4 separate regions of the Mus musculus genome follow, and all the other regions are linked to region 1. A link is a contact called in public HiChIP or PLAC-seq and promoter capture Hi-C data. All regions are on one chromosome and are shown on one strand. Each heading gives the region's core, a stretch centred on a gene start, on an enhancer-like site or on the middle of the called end of the contact. The rest is flanking DNA. Distances are from core to core; before and after follow the strand shown. Region 1 holds the start of Tmx2 (thioredoxin-related transmembrane protein 2). Region 2 overlaps Itgav (integrin alpha V). Region 3 has its middle 110 kb from the start of Zswim2. Region 4 has its middle 67 kb from the start of Zswim2.

The links. Promoter capture Hi-C pulls out the DNA fragments that hold promoters and counts their contacts. HiChIP or PLAC-seq counts read pairs in DNA pulled down with a chosen protein or histone mark.
Region 2: a promoter capture Hi-C map of the C10 cell line shows a contact between it and region 1, with 5 times the contacts expected there. The contact joins the enhancer-like site here to the promoter of Tmx2 in region 1. A contact is called at or near these places in 2 of 39 promoter capture datasets (the C10 cell line and embryonic stem cells), 1 of 484 Hi-C or Micro-C datasets (B cells), 3 of 115 datasets of contacts at active chromatin or transcription factors (bone marrow-derived macrophages, embryonic stem cells and microglia) and 2 of 9 other capture datasets (adipose tissue and liver).
Region 3: an H3K4me3 HiChIP or PLAC-seq map of bone marrow-derived macrophages shows a contact between it and region 1, with 4 times the contacts expected there. The contact joins the enhancer-like site here to the promoter of Tmx2 in region 1. A contact is called at or near these places in 7 of 39 promoter capture datasets (the 3T3-L1 cell line, 3T3-L1-derived adipocytes, the HPC-7 cell line and 4 more), 3 of 115 datasets of contacts at active chromatin or transcription factors (bone marrow-derived macrophages, fetal liver and large pre-B cells) and 2 of 9 other capture datasets (adipose tissue and liver).
Region 4: a promoter capture Hi-C map of hippocampal neurons shows a contact between it and region 1, with 2.0 times the contacts expected there. The contact joins the enhancer-like site here to the promoter of Tmx2 in region 1. A contact is called at or near these places in 2 of 39 promoter capture datasets (the 3T3-L1 cell line and hippocampal neurons), 1 of 115 datasets of contacts at active chromatin or transcription factors (large pre-B cells) and 2 of 9 other capture datasets (adipose tissue and macrophages).

What each region holds. Positions count from the first base shown.
Region 1 is chr2:84,677,544-84,680,658 of GRCm38.p6, forward strand. It overlaps Tmx2 (thioredoxin-related transmembrane protein 2), which reads right to left and starts at 1,285. Exons shown (of 9, transcript NM_025868.4): 1 at 1,100-1,285; 2 at 308-631. The coding sequence starts at 496. It overlaps Med19 (mediator complex subunit 19), which reads left to right and starts at 859. Exons shown (of 5, transcript NM_025885.3): 1 at 859-1,118. The coding sequence starts at 902.
Region 2 is chr2:83,757,998-83,761,514 of GRCm38.p6, forward strand. All of the region lies in intron 4 of Itgav (integrin alpha V), which reads left to right. Among named protein-coding and RNA genes, the nearest start is that of Itgav, 35 kb to the left of the region's middle. Within about 2 kb of position 1,299, at least 124 of the 459 cell types and tissues checked have an H3K27ac peak or open chromatin away from gene starts, as enhancers often do.
Region 3 is chr2:84,047,274-84,050,571 of GRCm38.p6, forward strand. No RefSeq gene overlaps it. Among named protein-coding and RNA genes, the nearest start is that of Zswim2, 110 kb to the left of the region's middle. Within about 2 kb of position 1,383, at least 10 of the 459 cell types and tissues checked have an H3K27ac peak or open chromatin away from gene starts, as enhancers often do. A contact at or near this core is called in bone marrow-derived macrophages, where this site is marked.
Region 4 is chr2:84,006,876-84,010,107 of GRCm38.p6, forward strand. No RefSeq gene overlaps it. Among named protein-coding and RNA genes, the nearest start is that of Zswim2, 67 kb to the left of the region's middle. Within about 2 kb of position 1,481, at least 13 of the 459 cell types and tissues checked have an H3K27ac peak or open chromatin away from gene starts, as enhancers often do. A contact at or near this core is called in hippocampal neurons, where this site is marked.

The DNA.
Region 1 (3,115 bases), core at 35-2,534:
CTAACTACACTGTGATCACTTCGTTAAAAATTAAACAAAAAAAATTTAATGGTATTTCTACTATTGGCCTTTTCTTCACTGGCGCCCCAGGTAGCTTGGAATCACTGTAGAATACTGTTCATCTGTGATGGAAACCCTGTAATCTGTTTCTCCATCTTAAACACGGAGGTTATGACTAGATAACGGCCTAGGCTCTGCACTCAGTCTGTAAGGCGGCTACATCCCGAAACCTGCTCCCAGATTTTCACATGCACCTGCAGGGCAGGGATGGTCAAGGTCGAGAGCTGGTAAGGCAGGGGGCGCTCACCCAGTCAAAGTCACACGGGTTGCCATCTTCGCGTTGCGTGGGGAGACCATTGCAAATCGGTGGCAGTTTCCTCACGAGGAGGAAAGCAATGGAAAGCAGAGCAGACAGAAGGCAATAAGGTCGGGCCAGCCATCGAGAAAGCCGCGGCACCGAGTACACCAAAGCAATCAGAGGCGCAAGGACAGCCATCTTTCCTGCCTACTCTCTCGCAGGCTCACTCCCGCTCCCCAAATCTTCGTCCTCCGCCCCCACCAGCAAGGCTTCTATTGGACCAAATATCAGATGCAACGCCTCCAGACCCGGATGTAGATCTCTTATTGGATGCTATAATAGATCAGAAAATGAATTAAATAGTCTATTGGTCCTCATCGTTGTCGCTTTTCTAACTGAGTCATTTTATTGGCTATTAGTCTGCGAACCACCTTCCTAACCAGTCTCTCAGGCGACGGAAGTAAGTTGCCGGAAGATGGTAGGCGGGGCTTAATGTATCCAATGATGGGACACTCTTAGACGAAGAGGGTGGTACCCTGTGAAAGTACTGTCCAATCAAAGTAATTAACGCCCGATCCCGGGTAACCAGGAGCGCAGAGTGCTATGGAGAACTTCACGGCACTGTTTGGAGCTCAGACTGACCCCCCACCGCCACCAAGCGCCCTAGGCTTTGGGCCTGGAAAGCCACCCCCGCCACCCCCTCCTCCTCCGGGAGGTGGTCCAGGCGCAGCCCCGCCCTCGACGGCAACCTCGGCCCCCGCAGGAGCGGATAAGTCGACGGCTGGAAGTGGCCCCTTCTACCTGATGCGGGAATTGCCAGGTGAGTAGTAGGCCAAGAGTAGCCACTCAGATTGTAGTTCAGGTGAGGGTGTGGCTAGCCTGTCCCGCTAGGTGTGAGATAACAGGGCTACGCGGGGCCAGTGGGCAACAGTGTCAGAAGCCCTTTGGCGATTCACAACCCTAAGGGATAACTTGATTTTCTGGGGTGGGTTTGGGTTGGGTGTGAATATCTGGGACAACCTTCAGCGAGAAGTTCTGTGATCCGGGTTCTCTGACTGCCGTTTGTGACTCTATAAAAACGTGAGCCGTTGTTTAGAACTCGGGAGACCCGATTTAACATTTCTGGAGACACTTAAGATTTTAGTTTAAAGTCTGTCACAAACTTGTTGGTTTGTAGCAAGTTGCCTTCCTTGTCAGGGACTCGGAGATTAACCTGTTCAAAGAAAGGATTAGAATTGAATCAATTCTTACTTTCATAAAATTATTCGGGGAAATTGTGGTGGTGGGGGGCGTGGCTCAGTGGTAGAACTCTTGCCTGCCTTGCAAAAGGCGTCGCGTTCACAGAATCATTTCTGAGTAGGTAGCATTCAAGAATAAACAAAGCCATCCCTGTTTGGATAGAGAGGAGATACTAGGTACAAGAAACTAAATCAGGAGACCTTGGGGGGCGGGGCTTAGAATATCTGAGGGGCAGAAGACACATTGGACTCAGGAAAGCGGAAAAAATCCAGTAGTGATGGGAAATAGGTAGAGGCTTTTATAAGGCAAGGTAGGTTGTTTAAAGTTCAAATTGAAGTCATTTCAATATAGGTGCAAAATGATCTAATTTAGTGATTTTTAGATATCCAGCAGAAACATGAAAAATGAAAATAGGATAATCAGAAGTTGCCAGTCAGTGTTCAGAAAAGGAATGGTTTGGACCAGGGCTTAGTGGTCGGGAAGCAAATGAATACAGGATACATGTTAAAGGTAAAGCCTACAGAAATAAAGAACTAAATATACACAGAGAGAGGAATTGTGAGTGTCCTGTACAAAGGGTACAGTAGTCTGAGACTAGGAAGGCATGGAAAGAAAAAATTTGAAGAGCTAAAACTTAAGAGGCGTTCTGGACATGTTAAGTCTTGGGGAACTTGTAGTACTCCATACCAGCACTCAGGAGGTGAAGGCAGAAGGAGCTATAGTTCAAGCCCAGCCTAGGAGACATGAGATCCTGCTTCAAAAAAGAAATAAAAACCTCAGTTATCCCAGTATTTATTAGCAAAATAGTTTGAAGTTCACATCAGTGCAGTGTGTAACAATATGTAATACTTACTATAGTCCTTTTAGATAGATAGGTATTGTCTGTATTTTTTAATTGAGAACTGAAGCATAAAGAAATGACTGTTAAGGCAGTTTTCTTTTTCCTTATTTTAGTTGTTTTTTGTTTTTTTTAAAGATATGTATATGACTACACCATTGCTCTCTATGGACACACCAGAAGGAGGCATCAGATCCCATTACAGATGCTTGTGAGCCACCAGGTGGTTTCTGGGAATTGAACTCAGGACCTCTGGAAGAGCAGTTGATGCACTTAACCACTAAGCCAGCTCTCCAGCCCATCTTACTGGGTTTTTGAGACATGGTCTCACTCAGTAAGCCTGGCTTGTCTCAAATTCATTGTAGACTAGGCTGGCCTTGAACTCACAGAGATCCACTTGCCTCTACCTTCAAGTATGTACCATCATGCCCAGCTTCTTCCAGCAGTTTATCTTTTGCATTACCTGTTCTAATTATACCATTAATAGATCAGTTGATAAGTACTGAATATCCAAGGTATGGTGGGATTATGAGAAGTAAAGATTATATACATATATATATGATTTATTTATTTATTATATGTAAGTACACTGTAACTATCTTCAGACACTCCAGAGAGGGCATCAGATTTCGTTATGGATGGTTGTGAGCCACCATGTGGTTGCTAGGATTTGAACTCGGGACCTTCGGAAGAGCAGTCGGCACTCTTAACCACTGAGCTATCTCACCAGCCCCGAGAAG
Region 2 (3,517 bases), core at 49-2,548, 920 kb before region 1:
AAACCTAACAAACAAACAAACAAACAAACAAACAAACATGTCTGAAAAGAGCACTTAGCGATGCATCTATGTGCAGCTAGTTCTTTTACTTTTTTTTTTTTTTTTTTTTTTTTTTTTTTGGTTTTTCGAGACAGGGTTTCTCTTTTAGCCCTGGCTGTCCTGGAACTCACTCTGTAGACCAGGCTGGCCTCGAACTCAGAGATCCGCCTGCCTCTGCCTCCAGAGTGCTGGGATTAAAGGCGTGTGCCACCACCACCTGGCTGTGTAGCTAGTTCTTAATGCTTCCATTATTTGTTTTAGACATAAAAATTATGAAGTAATGAAGTCATTATTTCCTAAGATACATTCTAACTACAGTGATTTGTGACTTGTGAACCTGCCTTTGCAAACACCTTTAAAAAAAGATTATTTATTTTATGTATATTAGTACACGGTAGCTGTACAGATGGTTGTGAGCCATTATGTGGTTTCTGGGGTTTGAACTCAGGACCTCTGCTCACTCTGGCCCTGCTTGCCCCGGCCCAAAGATTTATTTATTATTATATGTCAATGCACTGTAGCTATCTTCAGACACACCAAAAGAGGGCATCAGATCTCAATATGGATGGTTGTGAGCCACCATGTGGTTGCTGGGATTTGAACTCAGGACCTTTGAAAGAACAGTCAGTGCTTTTAACTGCTGAGCCATCTCTCCAGCCCTACAAATACCTTTTTTATGGGAATTTAGCCACACCCATTTGCTTATTCACTGTCTGGAAAGTTGAGTCATTCTGGAGTTGACATAGTTAGTATATGACCCCTGTTTCCTGAAGTACTTAAATGTCTGGATCTTTTCAGGAAAGGTTTGTGGAACTCTGGTCCAAGTCAAACATCTCAAAGAAAAGCATCATAGAACACGTAGACAGAGGAAATGCCTCTCTTAGCAAACCAGGCTATAGTACATGCTCTTTGGTCAGACCTTTGACATAGGACATACCAGCAGGCTCCAATTAAGAAGGCTGAAACTTACCCAGAGTGGACACTGAGGAGGAGTAGAGCTGGAAAACCTGGGTGATAGCCTCGGATTCCCCTGGCTCTGAACCGGAGCTCTGGGCAATCAATCCCCTTAACCACGCTGAGCCCTCACTCCCTTATTGGAAAAACACCGAATCTGCCCAAGCCTTTCCGAGGTACTGCTTGGCGTATGTTTTTCTTTTCTTCTGTTTCTTTTTAAAATTCTTCTCTCATATGTAAGTGTCCCCTCTCTCCCCTCCTGCCAGCACCGTTTGATAGTTCGTGTTCATTCATGCTTCAGTAACCTGTACAGCGCAGAGCAGGATGGTTCCAGTTTTGTGAGGCTGCCTGCTGACCTCTGAGCCTTTGCCTGCTTGGCTGTGGCGGTTTATGTCCGTGTGTGCTGGGGCTGGCTTTGTTGTTGTTGTTCGGCTGGCTGCTGATGCATTGACTTTTGTTTCTAGCGTGACCTGCGTATACAGCCTGGATAAAGAGCCTCACTCTTAGCCTCCCAATTACTTCCTTATTGTTCGTGTTTGCTTGTGGCTTTAACAGCAATATCCATAATCACACTTGGCCTTAAGCACTAACCAGATGTCTGTCTGTTGAAAACCTGACACGGTGTGGAGACTCTTTGAACGCTATGCTCCCCTGAATCCGTTGCTCCCGACCTCTAATTTTGATAGCCATATTTGGATAGTTAAGGTTTCTAGTTTTTTCTTCCACTTTTCAGATAATGGCCATCAGGTTGCTGATCAAAATAGCACAGCTCAGTAGTATTCATAGTGCCAGCTGGTTGGCTGTTGACAAGTCACTTAATGCCTCTAGACTGGGCTTCTGAACCCGTGACTAGTAATCACAGCTCTCCAAGGATTGTTCTGAGCTAAGTGAATAGCTTCCGGTAAGTGCTTAATGCACGCCTGTGGCCTCTCTGTCCCCAATCACTCCTTGTCATAATATTTCCAGGCTTGACAAGCGGAAGTAGTTTTGGCTATCAGTGGAGATAAACACTGAGCCCTTCACTGAACTAAGCTGTTGTATTCAGAGAGTTTTTAAATTGTCAGAAGCACCCGCTTTAGTACGTGCCTGTCAAGGATATTTTAAAGAAGTTGTATTTCCAACTGGATATCTCAGGAAACCAAATAAAGCAGAAAGTTGCATAGTACAAATAAAAAAAGCATGTCTTCATAAACGGCTTAAGGCCATTGCCCAGATGCAGCTTGAATGGAGGAAATGCATGGTGGAGTTAAGGTTGAAGTACAATTCCTTGGTGTGACTCACTAGACACTGGAAACCCCAGTCCACATTTTTCCTATTCCCTCTTGGTTAGAAAAATTTACATTACAGTAGTGTTACACTTTTGTGGCCATTTTCTTAAAACAACAAAAAAAATTATTTTATTGTGTAATCTTGGGGCAGTTCCCAGATTTTAAAATTGGGTTCCAAGATTGGAAGGGATTGTTTGCCCCCCCCCCCCCAATTCTTAGAAGTTTGACATTATGATTAAAATGAACTATTTTTGGTTTCTATACTTGAGTGGCCTGACTGGGAGTAACTTATGATGTATCTGAAATGCAAGGAAAACAAATTTTTTTGGTAACTAAAAGATGGCATCTAATAAAGGAAGAATTAAAAAAAAAAAAAAAAAAAAAAACCAAACCTGAGCTGCCTCTCTATTCTGGGTGTAGTATTGCTCATGATTAAAGTTAGCTTAAATTAATTGGCCAGTTACTTAGATCAGAATCAGTCACTTTTCCTGAGACTTACAAAGAACAAACAAACAAAACAGAGTAATTACAGGAAAGCAAATTATTGACTGCTATAGTTGGAGGACACTTGAGAGCCATATTTAAACGAACTTAATCAGCTCCTATGACTGTAGCTACAGAATAGTGGCATAGTTTACTCTGCAGATAACATTAAGTTTGGACTTTGCAATTTTCTGAAATTCTGCATGGTGTTATTTGTAGTTTGTTTTTGTTTTTGTGATAGGGTCTCTTGACATAAGTCTGGTTGTCTTGGAACTCACTATGTAACCAGGCTGGCCTTGTTTCATGGAAATCCTCCTGCCTCTGCCTCCCAAGTGCTGGGATTAAAGATGTGTGCCATCCCTTCAGACCCCTCCAACTAGTTTTTGTGTTTTATCATCATCCGTGAAATGTATACATAGGAAATATATTATTAAGACTGTATGGATGTCTTTGTTGTTTTTCCTAAGAACTTTGCAAAGACATAGCAACTGTAAGGTAATGGGGAGAAAGTATTTCAAATAGAAGACTTAAATTTGCAGATGAAGGCTCAGTGGTTGTTAAGGTAAAATGGGTCATTATTGGTATCTTTTTGAAAAACAAGATATAATTGTATAGAGAATGTACATTATAGAGCACATTGCATCTCATAATATTTTGTGAGATTTTAAGTTATGTATTTATTTTGCATATTCTCAATGTTTGATGCATTGTAATACAAGGTATAATATTTCTGTGAGTTGTGATTGGAAAAAGTAGTTTAATCCAGCTGTGGC
Region 3 (3,298 bases), core at 133-2,632, 630 kb before region 1:
CAAATTCAAATGAAATTCAGTTCACGGTTAAACAAATTTTTCTTTAACAGTCAAAGTATTACTATCATTTAAAAATTATCTTTAGTATATATTTTGTTTTAGATATCATAAGAATCTTAACTTTTATAAGCTCAAGTAAGCCAAACATAGAAAGATGAGCTTGATCAGTGGTATTATGCTACAGTTGGCTAGGGATGAGAATATAGTTCAGTATTACAGCAGTTGCTTAACTTGAGAGGCCAAATCTACTCCATCTTGGGACTGGCCCCCATCTTAAAGAAATTAATGAAGCCTGAAAATTTGACCTGCAGCAGAACTCAAGCTACACCCATGTACCAGGAAGGATACCATGGCTTGTCCTTGGCCAAAGTTACTCCCTAGCTACTTCTTAGCAACAGTTAATCAAAGATTAGTCTGATTGCTTCAGATGTACCTTCAGACTGTGATTGTATTCAGTCTTGCTTTAGAGCACCCACCTGTCAGCTTACAATAGACATTCAATTAGATACTTGCTAGGATGGACCCCCCGCCCCCCCATTTACTTCCATTTTCTATAAAACCTTCTCCTGCTGAGGGTTCCAGGCTGCTCTGCCTTCCCTTCCCATCCTGCTGTGTCAGGATTGGGTTAGAGGAGAGCCCAGGCCTGAGCTTGTAATAAAGAGACCCTAATGCTATTACACTGGAAATGGTTCCTTGGTGGGCTTTGATGTTCACGAGTGCCTCCTGGCAAACAAACACACATAAATTCATGGATTTAGTCTCCAGTAATTGAAACACATGTATGAGCATGCTTGCACACACACACACAAACTTAGTTATAAAGAGTACTGATATGCTAATAAACATATGTTAACTGAGGATGACAGAAATAAGCTATAAAATTAGAAAGATTTTGCAAGTTTTTTACCATGAAAAAATAATAAATAGTTGAAAAAGATAAATATGTCTGATTTGATTTAAACATTATGTACACGTTGAATGTTATACTCTACCCTGTTAATGTGTATAACTTTATGTATCAGTAAAATATAATGTAAAAGATGGTTTACTTAAAACCACATCTATAATAATTTATCCAAAGTCCAGATGTTTATACTGGAAGCTTTTAGAATAGAAGGTCATGCTGGAATCTTAACCCATATTTCCATCTCTCCACTGCTTGATGGTCCCTATTTTCAGCTGTTGAGCTGAAGAAGACCTTTTAAGGTTAAGCCCTTTTACTTTGGGCTACTTTCAGATTCATAGAAAAGCTGCAACTGCAGTAAGAGCATCTTGTCCGCCCTTAAGCCAGTTCCCTCTTTTGTTGACATCTTACACAACTCTAATGAATCTGCAGGACTAAGGATCTACAAACCAAGCTCTGGCCTTGAAATGTCACACCTCTCTATTTCCTACTGTGAAACTCCATGCAGGATCTCCCACCAGTTTCCAGTTACTAAGTCTCCTCTGTTTCTCAAGCCTGTAACAATTCGCAGACTTGTTTTTCTTGATGCTCACTGTTTCAAGGTGTATTGGCTGATGGATTTCACAGAAAGCTTCCCAAAATTTTATGGTGCTTTGGTCCTTATCACTTTGGAGTCATTAGTTTCTGTAAAGGATTTCACAGAAGCCAAGTACCCTATTCCATTACATCGAGTGGGCTGAGTGTCGTCAGCATGACTCATCACTGGTAGCTTTAACTCCTATCGCCTGGTCACGCTGGTGCTTGCTGGGTTTTCTGTGGAGAAGTGGATATACTGAGTTATCATGAATAGCCTAGATCGACGGATGATGATTTAATACAGAAATAACTGAGTCACACATCTTCACAATGCTATTTTGCATGTTTTGTATTTATCTTCGCTGCAATCATCTCCAGGGTGTTGGCAGTACATTTCTCTTGGGTTTGACTTTTCCCAACTCTTTATTGACCCTTACTGGAGGTTATTCCAAATAATTAAAATAATTAAGCTGTAGTCTTTTGTGATTACCTTTTTGTGTGTGTGTATCTCTGTTGGTATGTGTTTATATGTATGTGTGTGTGCTGTGTTTATATGTGTTCATATGTATGTGTGTGTTCACATACAGGTGTGTTCATATACATCTAGAATGTAGAAAATAAATGTGGGTGTCATTTTTCAGGCACTTTCTATTATTTGTTTGTGACAGCATCTTTCATTGGCCCAAACCTGTACCAAGTAGGCTAGACTGTTTGCCAAACAGGCTTCAGGAATCTGCCCATCTCAGTTTCCCAACAGCTGGAATTATAAGCATATGCCAACATGTCTGGCCTTTTACATGGTCTCTACGGATCCAACTTAGGTCCTCCTACGTGTGAGCCAAGAACTTTACTAATAGAGCCATCCATCTATGACTGGCTTTTTGATGGACAATTTTGAATAGCCTATAAAGAACCATGTCAATACATCCAATTACAGTGTTGAATCAGCACATTGTGTGCACAGTCTGACAGCGATTACAGGCTTGACACCTATAGATGTCCAGTTCTATTTCTAGCTTATTAATATTAACTAATATTTGATTCATCATGCACTAGAAAATGTGCAAAAAACTTAACATGTTATTTTATTTAATTCATGAAGTGGGTATTACCATTTCCACTTAATAGTGAAAACTATTAACAGGTTTTTTGTTTGTTTGTTTGTTTTGCTTTGTTTTTTTGTTTTGTTTTGTTTTGTTTTTTTGAGACAGGGTTTCTCTGTATAGCCCTGGCTGTCCTGGAACTCACTTTGTAGACCAGGTTGGCCTCGAATGCAGAAATCTGCCTGCCTCTGCTTCCTAAGTGCTGGGATTAAAGGCGTCCACCACCACTGCCCGGCTTCAACAGTTTTTGTTTTTGTTTTTAAATAAAGTAGACTTTCTAAGATTTTATATAAATCATGGAGAAAATTTAAAGGCAGCTTATAAGGGTTTAGCAAGTGATTTTCAAGTTGAAGTTTCTATGAAAATTGTCTGAGGGTCTTGTTAAAAACATACAAATTCAATGACAGCTGTTACCAGAAGATCTTATTGGAGTCTCAAAGTCTCCATATTAATGATCACATCAAGTGCCTCTGATATTGATGGCCCAGTCAGCATGCCTTGGCATTGTTGGTTCTCGTTTGTGTTATACTGCTGCCTTTTATATTACAGGACATTGTAGATTTGGGTTGTACTGTTGTGATAGTGGCCTCTCACTGGCTCTGCACCTCCCACATCTGCCAGCCAGAGCTGTGGAGCTCTTGCTATGTCTTCCCACATGCTTCTTTCACTTTTCACTAAAATCAGTTTACACTTAAGAGTGTGCACTATATTATAG
Region 4 (3,232 bases), core at 231-2,730, 670 kb before region 1:
AACAAAACGAAAACAAAATCTTGTCAGTTGACTAAAATCCAAATTAATGTGAATTACAAAACATTTCACATATTCTATATATGGATTAACTATACCGTAAGACCTGATGCATCAATTAGATGACACAGTGCACAGACACTGACATTAGCCTGCCCATCTAGAACATTTCTAGATATAGGCAAGCAGTTTAGGGAATTTAAATGGCTCATCTAAGGTCAATCAGGATTTAAAGGCTCTTCCACTTTGCGTTCCCTGTCTTCTAGAGGTGAACAGGCTCAATGGCAGAAGTCCCAGGGCAGAAAGGAGAGAGATAGAGGATATATTTTTATTCCATTTAAGGAAATGATCTGAAACTTGCTTCGAGCCTTCCTTGTATATTCTATAGGCTGGAATGGGGTCATGTGGCAGTTGGTGTTAGGAAAATGGCGTTTATATGGCTAATCATGTATTTATGCAAACATAGGAACACTCTGTTATCAAAAGGAAAAAGGGGCAATGGATCCCAGTCTCTATACTTCTTTTAGTTTTATAAACATTTAATGTCTTTACAAACAAAATTGCAAGTTTCACAAACAAAAATGTTAAAAATTACTTTTACTTTAGAAAACATGTTAAATTGTGGTTTTGTGTGGAAAAATATAAAAGGAAATGTTCTTCTATTGAGACAGAAAGTTGCAGTAACTTTAATACAGCATCCAATCCAATCAAAGCCTTCATGCCTGGTGATTCTGTTGGGAGTTCTTTTAATTTTTGACATTAGTATGCACAATTTTAGGAAGAATGTTGATACATATTTTTCAGTTTTTAAGGAATGGAAAATCATACTATTAAGTGATTATAAATAGCCTGTCTGACTTTTAAGAAAAGTTGCTATTTACTATCTTGCTTTTATAAAGAATCAAATTTTAATGACATCTGTTACAAAAGGGTATATGAAAATTTTGATCTCAATGGAACTGCAAGGTTGTATCTTCTTTTAAAATAAATTTCTTTTTAAATTAAAAGCACAAACATGAATATTAACATCTTTTGTAACATCAGTAAGCTAAATATTTTTCTGAAATTGTTTTGTCTGCAAAATGGCTCTTTAACCTCTTTGCAACTCCCCCCTTCCAAAGTGACTGAAGTTCTGGAAGAAGTATAATTTACCATGTTATACACTTGCCAAAAAAAAAAAAAAAAAAGAATTCCTGGCTTGGATTTTATCCAGGAAGACATCTGTTTGCTAAAAACTAATAATAGCAGAAACCTAATGATGTGCCAAACAAGTTATTTTAATAGAAATGCTTTGTTTTGAGAGTTTAAGGTTGGTTACTCAGCAGAACAGCCATGTTTCTCAGGGTTTTGTGGGGAGTCTTCACGAGTAGACACATTGCTAGGACACATTCTGAAGGCAAGGTAACTATCTGCCAAGTGCTCTCCCTCTGACCTTCCACGATCAACTGCACTGAAAGAGTGGGTGGATGCTGGTAGCAAGTCATGGCTTAGACGGTGGCAGTACACATGGGAGGCTGTCCATTGTTTCCATAAGGACAAATATTCATTCAAATGTCTAATGACTTTCTCGAAATCTCCTTAAAATAAAAATTCCACCCGGGTTTTTTTGGATTTATTATCTCTCCTCCCTCATTTTCCTCTTACGTTTTCTTGCTCTGTATAAAGTAACACAGAGAACTGAATGCTTGTTCAAGATGGAAAAGATGGAAAAGGGGATAGAAGTTATGATTGGGTTCAGATTCATACTGTGGTTTATTTCAGTGTTTACTTTGCAATTTCTTGCCTAGTTGGCATGGCTTTCATTTAAACACTGGACCAGTGGCCATGCTCATTTGGAAACACACATACAATTTTATCCAGCTATGTCTCAGGTGTCAATGAGAAGGCATTCTCTACACCCCACAGAGATATCCATGCCAGTTAGAGTAAGCACTGGCACGTCTGTATTACAAGAAAACATAAAGTATCTTATTTTCTTTACCTAGAATATTAATAATATATTTGAAATCGCATAAAGAGACTCAAAACTTAGAATTAAAATACAGTGTTTTGTGCAAGAAATTTCTGTGTGGTAAGATTAAATAAGGCTTACATTTTCTGAAGAACTCATTCTGAAATGTGACTGCTATTATGCACATTAGATCATCATTTTGTATTAATTAGCCAGCCTCCACAGGCACATGGCATTCTCAATGCTCTGTACAGCAAGCACAGCCAGGGGACTATTTTCTGGCCAAGTCTGCCTCTGCTTTTTGCTGCCAGCCATGGGAAACAGATTTTGGCCGACACAAATGCTAAGATTATTCCAGGAACTTTCTGGAGCACCTGGATGTCTTCTAGTCTCTGCTGACATCCATGATTTTCCAGGATAAGGCTACTTTTCTGGGAGGGCCTTTAAGCAGAAGACTTCATTCTAGATATCAAGATAGAGTTTCAAAGCACATTGAGGGGCCCATAGGAAAGTGTAACAGAAGGAGCTGTAACACGTTGCTGTTTAACTTAGTAAGAGAAAGCCTTTATTGTTCTTTTAGTTTATTTTAGCATGACATACATGTAGTGAACAGTTGTTTTAGTTTTATCACTACCATGAGGCTTGTAGTGGGAACTGTGACTGTGGTCAAGATGAAGAACATTTAAAAATCAGAAATATTCTCCTTCATGTCTCTATGTAGCCAGCCTCCTTCCCCCAAAACACTGTGTTGTAGATAAAAAGACTTCTTGTTTTGCCTATCTCTGAATGACATAACTAAGGTTATATAGTAAGTGGTTTTTATGTCTGGCTTCTTTGATGGAACTTGGTACTTTTGAATAGTATATATTATTGGAGATAATCACTCCTTTTAATGCTTATAGAATCCAAAGTGTATCTGTGCAGATTCTTAGTGTTCTGAGCCTCTCAGGGCAATATTACTTTTCTTAGGAAAGCAGTCCATTTCCTCTATTCCTGTACACCCAGAAACAGCAATGTGACAGTTCAAACAAGTATGAAAGAAGGGGAAATTTGCTGGAGAATATTTAACAAAATCATTTCATCTTTTGTGGAAGGAATGGAGGTGGACACAAATGATGCTTCCATTGATTGCTCATATCCACATTCCGACCTTTAGGGCAGTGGCATCTGGTGATAAGGATGTCCTATTGCAACCATAGAGGAAGTGTCACGAGCACTGTGGAGGGCCAGCTGGATGACTTAGCATGTGCTCAGAGGAAAGCTGCACAGAAAGAACTGTTCTCT